Linked DNA regions of Gossypium hirsutum: region 1 is linked to region 2. A link is a contact called in public Hi-C data. All regions are on one chromosome and are shown on one strand. Each heading gives the region's core, a stretch centred on a gene start, on an enhancer-like site or on the middle of the called end of the contact. The rest is flanking DNA. Distances are from core to core; before and after follow the strand shown. Region 1 holds the start of LOC107952465. Region 2 holds the start of LOC107952035 (aldehyde dehydrogenase family 3 member H1).

Region 1 (6,503 bases), core at 1,087-3,586, 170 kb after region 2:
AAACAAACATGGGGTTGACCAAAACTACAATTTGTTCGTATTAAGGGGTCTAAGGTTAGGAAAGCATAAACAACCAAAAGTTTAAAGAAACGAATAATCGGGTTGTGTCTGAAACAGTTTCTCATATGGTGAAATGTTACCTAAGGGATAAGAGGGTAACCTATTTATCAAATACACAGCACTGCAGAAGGTATCATTCCAAAATGCTAAAGGCATAGACGCATGAGCCAACATGGACAGACCTGCTTTAACTATCTGTCTGTGTTTACAATAAACTATACTGTTTTGTGCAAAAGTATAAGGACAAGTGAAACGCTGCACAATTCCTTGTTGAGCTAAATAACCTTTTAACTCCTGAAACTCTTCTCCCCCATCTGTTTGTAAGGTTTTAAGTTTGTAACCAAGAACTCTTTCAGATTGTCGATGAAACTGTGGAAACACACTGAGCACATCTGACTTCTTCTTCAAAAAATATACCCATGTATATCGTGTATAGGCATTGGTGAAAGCAACATAAAACCGATAACCATTAGACACAATTAGAGCTGCCCCCCCCAAACATCAACAATCACCAACTGAAGAGGCGAGGTATACTCAGTGGACGATTTAGAAAATGGAAGTTTATGCTCTTTACCCAAGTGACAAGCAATACAATCAAGAGAATCTTTATTAGCATCAAACTGTATATTACAACGTAGAAGAGCCTTTGTAAGTATAGCCTAATAGGGATGCCCTAACTTAGAATCCAAAACACTAAGCAGTACCAATGTATTAGCTGTGAAACAGTGAGCTTGTCTCGGGAATGAAGTGACCTTGACAGGACTATGTAAGTGTAGTTTGTATAAACCATGATGCACTGAGCCTTGTAAAAGAATCTCTTTGGTTTTCAGATCACGAACTTGGCACTATATAGGAAGAAACTCAAACATCACCTAATTATCTCTTGTAAACTTTGACACAGACGAGATTTTTAGTTATGCCAGGTGTAAGCAACAAAGACCGCATGTATAAGGGTTGAGAGCGAGTAAGTAAAGATGATTGACCAGTAGAGAGAACAGGAAGTGCCGAACCGTTGCCTACATACACCTTACTTGGACCATTGTAGGAGGTACTGTCACCAAGCACAGTAGCAGAATGTGTAAGGTGATGCGTGGCGCCAGAATCAGGGTACCAAGAGTTATCACCAATCGTGTCAGGAGTTGCAACATACACCTTGGACTGTGGTGCAACAGATGATGGCACACTGACCTGTTGTGAAGAACTACCAGCAAACGGGTTAGTCTAAGTAGTTGATGAAGGAAGTGTGAAAAACCAACCTGGTGGAGGATATGGGAGAGTTGGATGAGGCATGGGCATAAAAGATAGAGCCCAAGGCGCAACAGAAGGTCCTGCGCCAAACATGCAGATATTCGCTTGTGGGAGAGGCCTATAGTTTTCGCTTTTATAGGAGGCATAAAACCGATAGTAGCAGCGATCGATAAGGTGACCAGCTTTCCCGCACAACTGACATTGAATGCGTTATGCAGAAGATTGACCACGTCTACGGCTCCGAGTAGTTGAGGAGGGATGATAAGCTGGGGTAGAGTTACTTTTAACACTACGATCTGGAGGTTGATGAGAGACCATATTAGCAGAACTAGATGCATCACAAATGGTAACATGCTGCTGAGCTTCAGCATCAAGAAGCATGGTAGTGACACCCTGCACGTGGTATGGTACTTGACTGGTTGTGATAATAGTAATAACAGACTCATATTCTGACGAGAGACTGTTAAGAATTGCAGTCACATGTTCATGTTCACTGATCACCTCACCGCAACTATCAAAACTATCACAGTACCCTTTAATTATCATTAAAAATTCTTTCATGTAGAGTTCACCCTTGCGTTGAGAATGCAAGGCCCTTCTATAGAACATCAACCTAGAAGTAGTTTTACTGCCATACAAGTTTACTAGTGCATTCCAAATTTGAGCGCTTGTATTCATACCAATAAGATGAGGAAGAACTGTTTGACTGACCGAAGAAAGAAGCCACGACACAAGAGCACTGTCTTGTTGTTCAAAATGCACAAACTCTGGATTCTCGTGAAGCACACCATGTTTATTTGAAACATGCTGAGTAGGAGGAAACGTTCGGGAGTCCAAGAAGCTCTGAAGCTTATATGTTTTGACTGTGAAAAGAATCTGTTGACGCCATAGGAGATAATTATTATCATCAAGAAGCACACTGATTTTCTTGGTAGATAAGAACCAACTGTCAACAACCCCGTCAGTAGCAGTGGAGGCCATCACCGGTGAAGTAAAATGCACAGCAGATTGACTAAACGGAAGATCCATAAAAACAACAAGAAATCATAGAAAAGAACTCCAAGAAAGGATGGACATCTGATACCATGTTATATTATAGCAATAAACTAACAAAACAACTGGAATTGCATTATTTAAGAAGAATACATTTTCTAAAGTTCATCAAATACATTGACTGCTCAGTTCTTTATATAGCAACGTAAGCTAACAGACTACTAGCTAATAGACTGCTAATAAAGAACCAACTGTTAACAAACAACTAACAGATTCAACAGATTCATTAATTACTCTAACACATATCATAATTTAGTAAAGGTTTAGAACTTTCAATTTCGAAATGTGAAGTTCTTCTAAGGAATTTTAAAATTTGATGTTAAAAACTTTAAATTGGTTTAATTCTAATGTCGGGTTTTTGCAATAAAAAAAAGGTTTATATTTTATTTTTGGCATAAATATGAAATTGGCCCCTAAAATCATGCCCTTTTTTTTTACTCAAGTATTTAAAATTTTTCTCATTTTATCTCAAATCATAATATAAAGCAATAAGAGCGTGACATGTGTTGCATTTTTGTTGAATGTCATATACTAAAATGAGACTATAGTTTAGGAACCACTTTTTAACCACAAAACTTTAAGTCCCTAAACAAAAAAAAAATATAGTTTGAGGATCAAATTTGTAGTTAAACCTTTGTTTTTGTTTTTATTTTTAAAATTTTCAATGATATTTGTTAATTAGTGAAACTGCCAAAAAAAAAGAAAAAGAAAAAAAGGGTTCTCCATTTTATCAGTAGACAAAGCATTCGACTTTGCAAACAGAAGGGGCGTCAAAGAACCGTCTTCTCTGCCTCTACGGCAACCGTATATTACTCATACAAATTGCAAAGCAAAACCAAGAAATCCCTCACATACAAAAATGGGTGATTCAAAGGTCGAAACCATCTCCAGATTAGCTCAATGGAGGATCGACAACTTTAGTCCTTGTTCTTACAAAAAATCCGACCCCTTCAAGGTCGGTCTTTGGAACTGGTACTTTTTATTATTATTACCTACTCCCCAGATTTTTCTTTCTCCTAAATTGTTTCTTCTTTTTTAATTTTTGCTTGATTACTTTGACTGATTCGTGGGGGAATTTGATGGACTTTAATGAAACAGGCACTTGTCTATAGAGAAGAATCGATATATGTATATTCGATTATTTCCCGAGCCATCTCGTGTGTCTAAGGAGCAGCCTCCTTATGCTAAATTTATACTCAGGATCTCTAATGTTGGTGCTAATCGTAGACTTTATATCTCCCCAGGTTTGCCTTACTTACTTTCCCTCTTTTTACATCCCCTGTTTATGTGTGTGTGTGTTTTATTGAAGATTTGAATACAAGTTCTTTGTCAATCCACTTGTGGTTCAGTCGATAAGTTCATCTTTTGCTTTTGTTTATACGCTTGTGTTTTTTCGTATGTAGAACAGAGACAATTGGTAACCAGTTTTCTAAATGCCTAAAATTGATAGGAAGGTCAAACTTTTATATTCACCATTTAATGCTATAATTCACATCTATTCCTGGATGAATAATTTAATGGCTTCTAAATTTGGATTCGAGTTTAGAAGAAAGGTAGAAGCTGGAGATCAAGTGAAGAGTGTTGCTGGATGAATAAATGACAGAAAAAAGGATAAGGCTTTTAATGATTTTAACACAATATATCAGCTCTAATTCTCTCAGAAAGAGATAGTTGAATGATCAATTACCCAAAAGCTTTGGAATTAGAGTTTTATCATCTAGAACATGTGACATTAGTGCCTTTGTGCTTTGGTGTGTTTGTTTGTTGTTATTATTTTTAATAGAACTTCTAGAATGGAAATGATAATTGAAATTGGATTGTGATTCTTGGTTATGGGCAGTGTTCATTTCAGGTGTAAAATGAATAGATGAATAGATGAAATAGAAACACTCACCTTTGAATGGATAGAATTTTCATCTTCCTGGACGTGAAAAATCAGGGAAATAGAAGCACTTGACTAGTCAAAGTTGGTTACTTTGTCTTATACTGATGTGAGAACGAAGAAAGGAAATTTTGGATCTTTTGATTATTATTTCGTGTGATGAGTTCATATGCTGACGTAAATCTAACTGTCCCATATATTGTCAGGAAAACTTCGGACTTGAGTAATCATGATTTGGATTGTCACACTTAATGTCTGTTTGTGCCTTTGATCTCTTGAACTTTCCTATAACTTTTTCATCAGTGAAACAACAATACCTCAAATTGCTTTCTCAACTTGCTTTTATGCATGTTTGTTCTGTTAAGCAGCTTTGAGAATATGTAATTGACACTTATTTGTCTACTTGGTGCTGCAGTTCATGATAGACCGCTGCGAACATGCGATGACTTTTATTGGCCTGTTGATTCTACATTCCATGGACGCTTCATTATTGATGTTGAGTTCCTGGACCTGAGGATCTGCCCCATAAATGTGAGCTTCTATAGATTTTCACTAATGTGGTATAAGAGTAGTGTCAGTAAATATGTTCTACTTCTTTATCTCCTCTCTCCTTATTGGGAAGGCATGTTAATCTGTGTTTGAAGAGCCACATCGCCTCTCCAAAGGGGAAATACCTTGTCTAAAACTAAAAATAAAAGGAAAAATAACATTTTTCTTGATAAATCTTTGTATGCTTATTTCTTCTTTTTTCTCCCTTCTAGTCTTCATTTTAGTTGAACAAGGTAGTAGAGTACCTTCTTTTTTGTAAGGGCTGGATATTTGTTCAAAACTATTGCCAGTCGTTCTTGTCTCCGGCAGGTGGCAAGTACAAATATTACAGCAGTCTGGTACTTAGCCTATCCTGTCATTACTTAAAACCCTTCTTAAACTCATTATTGTTTTAGATCAGTGAAGCTTTCCCACACAGCAAGTAACTATTCTTCTATCTATTTTTTCTTTGTTTTTTTCCTGCTATATGTCAACAGATAACTTGTTTTCTTAACCCTTTAGTTGTTAAGACCCAGGGTGGTGAAACTGTTTCAATATGGCCTATGGATGGAGCAATCCAGTCTATGTCAACTCAAACAACCCTACGCTGCCTTGCTCGCATGCTTGATGAAGGTCTTCATGCGGATGTTACTATCAAGACTGCTGAAGGTACTCTAAGAGCACACAAAGCAGTTCTATCTGCAAGTTCTCCTGTTTTCGAGAGTATGTTCCATCACAACCTTAAGGAAAAGGAGTCATCCACAATCCATATAGATGACATGTCACTGGAGTCTTGCACGGCCCTTCTCAATTACTTGTATGGAACAATAAACCAAGAGAACTTTTGGAAGCATCGACTGCCATTACTGGGAGCGGCAAATAAATACGACATTGTCGATCTCAAAGATGCTTGTGAGGAAAGCCTTCTGGAAGACATCAACTCTCAGAATGTCCTTGAGAGGCTACAGGAGGCTTGGCTTTACCAATTGACCAAGCTGAAAAAGGGGTGCATGACATACTTGTTTGATTTCGGAAAGATATACGATGTTGGAGATGAAATCAATAACTTTTTCAGGCTGGCAGACCGAGAACTGATGCTGGATATGTTTCAGGAAGTGCTGACAGTTTGGAAACCGGTATGACTTCTTTCCAGGCTTTTTATTTTACCTTTTGGTTGCTGGTACATGGGAGTCCACATATAGGCCTGCTTGCTAAGGTCTTTTCATGCCAGGAATCAAGTTAACGGGTGCATGTAACCTTCGTATAGTAACTGATATAAAAACTTCATTGTATTTAAGGAATGTAAGCTTGGGTTGTTGAGTGTCCATCTCTATGAAACATTGCTGTGCAGTTTGAGAATGCATGTTTGCTTCATATTTTAACTGTTTTCATTTCTATTTTTCATTTCTATTTTTCATTTCTATAGATAATTATTTGTAATTAAGTAGTTAGTTATCGTTAAGTGACGTTTGTCCACATTATTTAGTATACCTTACTCTTGTATTTAAGATGAGCCCTCAAACTGTAGCCAATTGGTTTTAATTTGGATGCTTAACATGGTAATAGAGCCTAGGTTAGGTTATGTTGTTCAATAGATTGACTCCGAGAGCTACATGTTAGCGTATGAACTGCAAATCTTGGGAATTTTCATTAAAACATCAGTTACTATAATACAAAGATGTTTACTGCTGGACACCAGATTAGCAACATTGGCTTCTAAGTTCTAAGGCCA
Region 2 (7,098 bases), core at 1,952-4,451:
TTTCACGGGTTGAGATATCCACTTCGAATTTTTTTCTGATATACATGAAGTAAATAGAAAAAGATTCGAAGTTCCTATTTTTCAATCTAATAAAATATTTAATAATATTAAATTAAATAATAGGACCCAAACTGTGGTTTGATAACAAGTAATAGAAAGATAATATCCACTTTGATCACAAACTTCTAGAAGCCTACACATATGAACCTTAGATAAAGTTGCCCAAGTGTATTAAGACATAAAAGATTGAACTGGAGGAGAAGGACAATTATAAGCAAGGACCTGTATACAGTATTTTGTCCCACTTTTGCTCAAGTAGTGCTGCAGTTTCAGGAACAGCCCCTTCAACAACCTTTATGCAAGAGCTATCCAAATACTCAGCTACTAGCCTTGCAAGCAACAATGATGTGGCTGGAGCGATTTCTGACGGCTTTAAGACTATAGCATTACCGGCTGCAATAGCTCCAACAATTGGATCTAGAGACAACACTGAAAGAAGATATACAATTATAGTCATCATTCCGACAAAATTTAGAAATTAAAAGAAAAAGAAAAACATGACTGTAAACAAGTTCACCACGGAGTTTAACATACAAAAAGGATAATTCCAAGCTGAGATTACTAACACCACACCCAATGGTTCAGATACAATTTCAGCAGAGGAAGGAAATGTAACCAATGAAGTTTTTGCCTGCAAGAAAGGCAGGTTAATCATATTCAACTCTTTAATACCAAAAAGAAAACTAAATGAAAGCTTCCACCCATTTGAGAGGTATCCAAAATATTTACCTTTTCTGGCATCATCCAATGCTTCATGTTCTTGACTGCCAATCTAAATGAGTTCTTTAGCATTGCTATCTGAAGTGTCAACCATGTCAATATCAGAGGAAAAAGATTACTTATTTTATGTGGGAGTTCCATAGAAACGAAGAGCACACTCGGGAGGCCAAATATAAATAACTCAAATATTGTTGCCTTCTCCATAGTTCTTGTTTTCTAATTAGTGTGACATTTAGGGTTAAAACAAAGATATCAAACATCAAGAGTTACACAAACTTAATAAGAGGATGACATCTCAAAATAAACTTGCCTGTATGACAAAAATAAATTGCTCCAGAACAATAGTAAACTAATATATTAATTTTCCAAGTTAAAAACCTAAAAGTAACCGACTTTTATCTTCAGCCAAAAAGTGACACTGAAGCCAAGAACAACCATTTAGGAAACCTCAAAAGAAAATTTGCTTACTGTCCAACATTCATTATCATTAGCTCTTAAATCTAATCAACATAACACAAAAGGTTGACTTAAATGATGCATATAACTATCTTAAAGTAAACCACGCTAACCTCCACATTTAATCCAGAGACTGAATATATATAATTTAGGCATTTGGCTCAAATAATGTTTCTTTCAAACAAGTGGCAAACAACTGTGACTATAAACAGATGACAATTTTCAAAAACCTCCTTAAGTATTCATTGGCGATAATCAAAGTTCATTTAGCTTTCATGCCATTATTAAGTATCCCCACATTAATTAATCAAAACTACAATTATCCTCACAGCAGTAGTCTATCTCAGTCAAAGCTCCAATCACCAACTTATAATTATTCAAAATAACAGTAAATAGCAATACATCTCTCTATCTCTTTCTTTTTCCTAAATCCTGTCCACCTACTGATATACATTCCTGCATTGAAGTTTAACCGTTACTTATTATTCTTAATCCTGATCTCTACTAAATATGGGCAAGCGCAGGGACTATCTACCCCAAGCCCAGACATATTCCAAATAATTAATAATTTTGAAGAATCTTCACTGATAAAAGTATACTATAGAGGCTGAACAAAAAAACAAAAAGGGCCAAAAAAGAAAATATTTCTTACGATACTTACATCATGTGGCTGGAGATTTTAACCATGTGAGCAAGTTGGATTAGAAATAAATATTCGAGTTCTAGTAGTTTGGAACACTGCATATATCTAGCAATCATTTAAAGTCAGAAAACTGATCAACCGTTTTCAAGAAAAAGTTAACTGTTAGCATGCCATAAATGCTACTTGTGCCCATCAAGATTTCAATTCTGTCACGTATTTAAACACTTCTAAAACCTTTTCACACCAGCAACAATAGAGAGAGGATTCCTAAAACTTCCCAACTGTTCTCTTCATGTATTTCACGATTCTCGAGTTGGAGCTTGACACGAAACAGGGTCTCTCATAAAAATTTATAATATTAATACAAATGTATATCTAGACATGAAAAACTAAATAAACCCCCCAAACAGCACCGTTAGCTTTAAAGACAAAGTAGTTGAAGTTGTTTATCAGTAACCAAATAAAGCCATCAAATCTATTTTATGAATATTCTAATCTGGAGACTGGTCAATAATTAATAACAAAGTTTTAATAATTTAAAATTGAAATTCAGATTCATTCAGTAACCAAGTCCAACAGTAAAGTTTTTATGATTAGATATAATTAAATGCCAATCAAGAATTGTCCAGAGCTGACTTACAGCCGCCTATAGACTTTGTACTAAACAACTAATGCTACGTGAAATAACTTCATTGAATTCTACTTCTCATCCATTTTAAAATTTAATTAACTAAAAAACAAATCCAAAATCAATTTTTTTTTAAAAAGAAAGAATAACAGGAAAATAAAATTTCAAAATTAAAAAGAAATCAAAAGATTTGACCTCATAGATGGAGGATTCGAGTTCCGGCTTGGAAAGATCATCGTGAAGAGCAGCAACGATTTGCGGCTCCTTCTCTTCCATCATCTTCACCATGGCATTCAACTGAGTCAACCTCCATTCGTAGCTTTTAGTCTTTCCGGTTGCGAAGCTAGCTCTCAACTCCTTCACCAACTCCTTTGCCGACTCCGTACAAAAAACCGGCTTGTTCTCCACTTCGCTCGTCATTATCGTCCAAATAATCAATCAAATACGCTCCAACTATGAATCTTAAAAAAGGAACCGCAGAGAACAAGAAAACAAAATGAGGATTTTGAATTGATTGGACTCTGCCGGCGTTGATAATGATGATGTCTTACGTCACCTTTTCTTTTTCCTGCCAATATACTCAAAAACAACGAAACTGCGTATGATCGTAAATAGATCTATAGCACAAGAGCCCGTGACCCGGGCCATACCTCTGGCGTTTTCCTCAGCTGTGATCTATTAAGGTAAACCTTCACCTTCTGATGGGGGACCTATACAACCGATTAAAAAGATAAATTAATTTTTCTTTTTAACTTTGGACTTTTAGATTTAATTTTGAATTTAAAAATGTAAATAAATCATACCTGGAATGTTAAGTTGACGTGAATTTCAATATAGTTCTTGTCTTTATAAGAAAGCAAGATTTAAAAATATAAAAAAGAAAATTAATGGTAAATTCCATCTTTAGTTAAATAATTATTAGTGTATTTTTCTTTCGGTAACTAAGTTATAAAGACTTTCAATTTCACCGTTAATATTTAATATTTTCCATCTGGTTTTGTTCTGATGTAAAATGTTTTTGGATATGATGATATCATATTTCATAATTATTATAATAATATATTTAGTTTTCAATATTTACATATTTTAACAATTTAATTTTAATTTTAAATAAATATTACATTAAGCTAAAAAAAATTCAATTTCATCAATAATTATATCATATCATATCATATATTATATATTTTTTGAAGAAATATCATATATTATATTAAAAGGTCTTCAAAAATAATTTTATGTCGCGTGTTTAAAATGATGACAAGTCGATAGTGTCTTTATTGGACACGTAAGCATTTTATTTATAACACCCCAATATCCGACCCTATCGTCAGGCCTGAGTTACAAAGTGTTACATTTGTTGCCAGAGCAACTACAATCAATAACATCCAATTAATGTCAATATACCTTTAAATACAAGTAATTCATGCTAATTAAACAATGCATTATCATTTTCGGGCCTTAGACGAGCCTACAAAAGCTCTTTATTAACTCGAGATTGAAATGGATCAAATTGTAAATGATACAAAATTTTGAATTGATGTCGCGACTTTGGGGAGCTCCTCATCGGGACGTGACTTTCTGACTAGGGTTCGTTTGTAATACCCTATACTTGACCCGATTGCTGGGTTTGAGCTACAGTGTGCCACATTCGTTGCCGGAGCAACTACGATCAAATTAAATACAAATTCACGTCATCAAGCTATTATTCATAAGAATTATAAACAAACAATACAATAGAGAATCATTCTTGGGTCCTAAACGAGCTCACGAAAGCTTTTAATTTAACTCGAGATCAAATCAGGACTGAATTGTAAAATTTTTAAAATACGGGGTTGATGTCGTGACGTCATCATTACCATATCGTAACGTCACCAAACAATTTATCATGTCACAACGTCAGTCTCCGCGACGTCACTCACTGTTTGGCCTTGTTGAGACGACAGTGTTTCTCGTCTCAACGTGACATTATAAGCCATTTCTTGTCGCGACGACATGCATGTGATGTCACGATGTCACATACTATTTCTGCAATACCAACTCACAACTTGTGTTTTTAAGATACACCAATGCATATTCAATTTAACCTTATTATTTTCTTCTTTTTGACCAAATGTACAGTAAAAATAGGTTCCATAATAAGCCATAAAACTTTCAATTCATATCAACATCATGTTCTAACTACCTAATACTTCCAATCATCCATTCATTCTCACTAACTTACCTAGTATTCTTATTATTCTAGATGCAAACCTATACATATTCATTCTTCACTTTATAATTAAGCTGCCATTTCATGTATCATTCCCTAACAGCACCATAGCAAATCTAAATTGCATATCATGACATATGACATATAAACCATTTATTAAGTTCATTCATACATTTCATTCAAGGTACCATTACATATCTCATGCCTTAATCAGACTATGAGAATTCTAAGTTGTATACAGATAAAGGCATATACACATCAACCACATATATCATTTTTAAAACATCAAAATGCAATATTTAATTATAAATACTATTCTATCCCAACAAAACTTAACCTATTAGGTGCATGCCAACTATAAACATAAAAGATGCACAAACATTGCTAAGTCGGGTTTAAATTCTGGATGCTGAGAAGACCTTATCATGATCTACTATGAATCTAAGTTACTTACGCATAAAAAAAACAAAACCTTATGCTGAGCAAATCGCTTAATGGTAATTTTATGATTCAAGATATTGGATTACAAGTATAAGCTAATATGAATTTATTCAATTCAAAATCAAAGCATGAGTATTACTTTGAACAATTCCATACTTCAAATGCCAATTCAAAGCAATTATACCTATATTCATGTTAACATAGAATCCATTGTATATGTATATGCAAATTAATACAACATTTATCATCCAATTCATAAACAAACTAGTTTAATATTCAACCTCATCAATTAAGTAAATATATCCCTTTCATATTGATGTTTCAACTGTTTTTAAGCTTAATGGCTCTTTTATACATGCTCGGACCCCAGGGCTCATTTTCAAATCAAATGAAATAATATCACATTTCATAATTCCATCACATTTCATTACTTTACCCGTTTAACAATTCTTGTGTTTATAACCCCATTAACTTGACACGGGCTCGGTATGGATAGACAGATCCATTACCCCGGTTGCTTGGCAACAATGACGTTATAATGATATATAATATCATTTCAGATTGCCCGACAACAATGGTTTCCTCAACTAAAGAAATTTGTCACCCCAGGTTGCCCAGTAACAATGACTCAATGTATAATGTCTATCACCTCAGATTGCCCGACAACGATGGCTTTACTCAATACTTTGATCCTATGGCATGCCAACTATATTCGACATAGTCCGAATAGCTAATAGGGTAATCAAATTTCAAATTTCATATACAATTCCATTTATGCTTTATCATACAACATTCATTAACAATTCATCAGTTTAATACATAATTTATCATGTTCCAACAAAATCTCATATCAATTGCATATATCCAATAAGTCACGAAATTCTCTATTCTAGTCAATTTAGTCCCTGTTTCAATATTCGATCTGAATCGCATCATTTTAGTTCAAGAAGTCATCGATACTCACATCCAACTCTTTATAATGAAGAATGATATAAATATGTAGCAATTAAAAGATTCTCGAATCATAGAATTACAAATCGAAAATTCCAAGCTACTCGTTGACAACTTTGGATTTTCCTTTCCCTTTCGACGAATCCGGGTCGACGTTAACTACGATTAATATAAACACATAGAACTATCAATGAACAGTCAATTTACAACCAATTATCAATTTATACAAAATTTTCAATTTATTCAATTTAGTCTCTAAAACCGGGACTAATCTAATTTTCAATTTAAAACTCCAATTTGAAATATGATTCCATCATTACCCATTAGGGACCTCCTATTCTAATTTTTATAGTAAATTTTACATTTGGTTTAGTTAAGTCATTAAAGTACAAAACTATCATTTAAACTTTATAGTTTAGGTAGTTTACAATGTCACCCAATGGAGGTGAGTACTAAATCAACTTTAACCTAAATGAATATAGATCTAATTAGTACTTTAAATAAATAATATTAATATAAAATATAAATAAAGGATATTTGGTTTTTTATAATAAAGAAATAAAAAAAAACTTGCATAAAAATAAAGTAAACTTCGGATGACTAAAATCTAAACTTAACCAAATCTAAACATAGGTGATTAGCTCGCTTCAGTGGTCATAACTAAATCCTATTATAGGTTTCTATTCAATCAACTAATCGCTACCCTAGTTGGATATCTTGATCTTACACTAAGTTAATGAGTTGAGAAGAACAATTTATCTCTTGACCTCATAGTCTAGATCGGTTCAGGGCTAAGGTGTTCACGGATAAGTCATACCAATTTTGGGTTAATTCTTACCTAAATGACTTTCTAGGGTTGTCAAGCCTAGGGTTTAAGTTCTTCCTCTCCCAAATAGCTGATCTGCTAAGAAAGCCCTATATAGTAATTAGTTAGTCACACCTCCACTCACTAACCCCCCATAAAAGGATTAGTTCCTCATAAAATCCATA

The links. A called contact is a pair of places that touch in the nucleus more often than the background predicts.
Region 1: a contact with region 2 is called in a Hi-C map of leaf, with 2.7 times the contacts expected there. The contact joins the promoter of LOC107952465 here to the promoter of LOC107952035 in region 2. A contact is called at or near these places in 13 of 34 Hi-C or Micro-C datasets (callus, fibers, hypocotyl and 3 more).

What each region holds. Positions count from the first base shown.
Region 1 is chrA02:14,474,023-14,480,525 of Gossypium_hirsutum_v2.1, forward strand. It overlaps LOC107952465, which reads right to left and starts at 2,337. Exons shown (of 1, transcript XM_016887716.1): 1 at 1,519-2,337. The coding sequence starts at 2,337. The coding sequence ends at 1,519. It overlaps LOC107952034 (BTB/POZ domain-containing protein At1g21780), which reads left to right and starts at 2,932. Exons shown (of 4, transcript XM_016887274.2): 1 at 2,932-3,333; 2 at 3,460-3,605; 3 at 4,659-4,774; 4 at 5,308-6,153. The coding sequence starts at 3,221. The coding sequence ends at 5,913. It also overlaps the pseudogene LOC107952033.
Region 2 is chrA02:14,305,425-14,312,522 of Gossypium_hirsutum_v2.1, forward strand. It overlaps LOC107952035 (aldehyde dehydrogenase family 3 member H1), which reads right to left and starts at 3,202. Exons shown (of 10, transcript XM_016887275.2): 1 at 2,703-3,202; 2 at 790-858; 3 at 595-691; 4 at 283-489. The coding sequence starts at 2,927.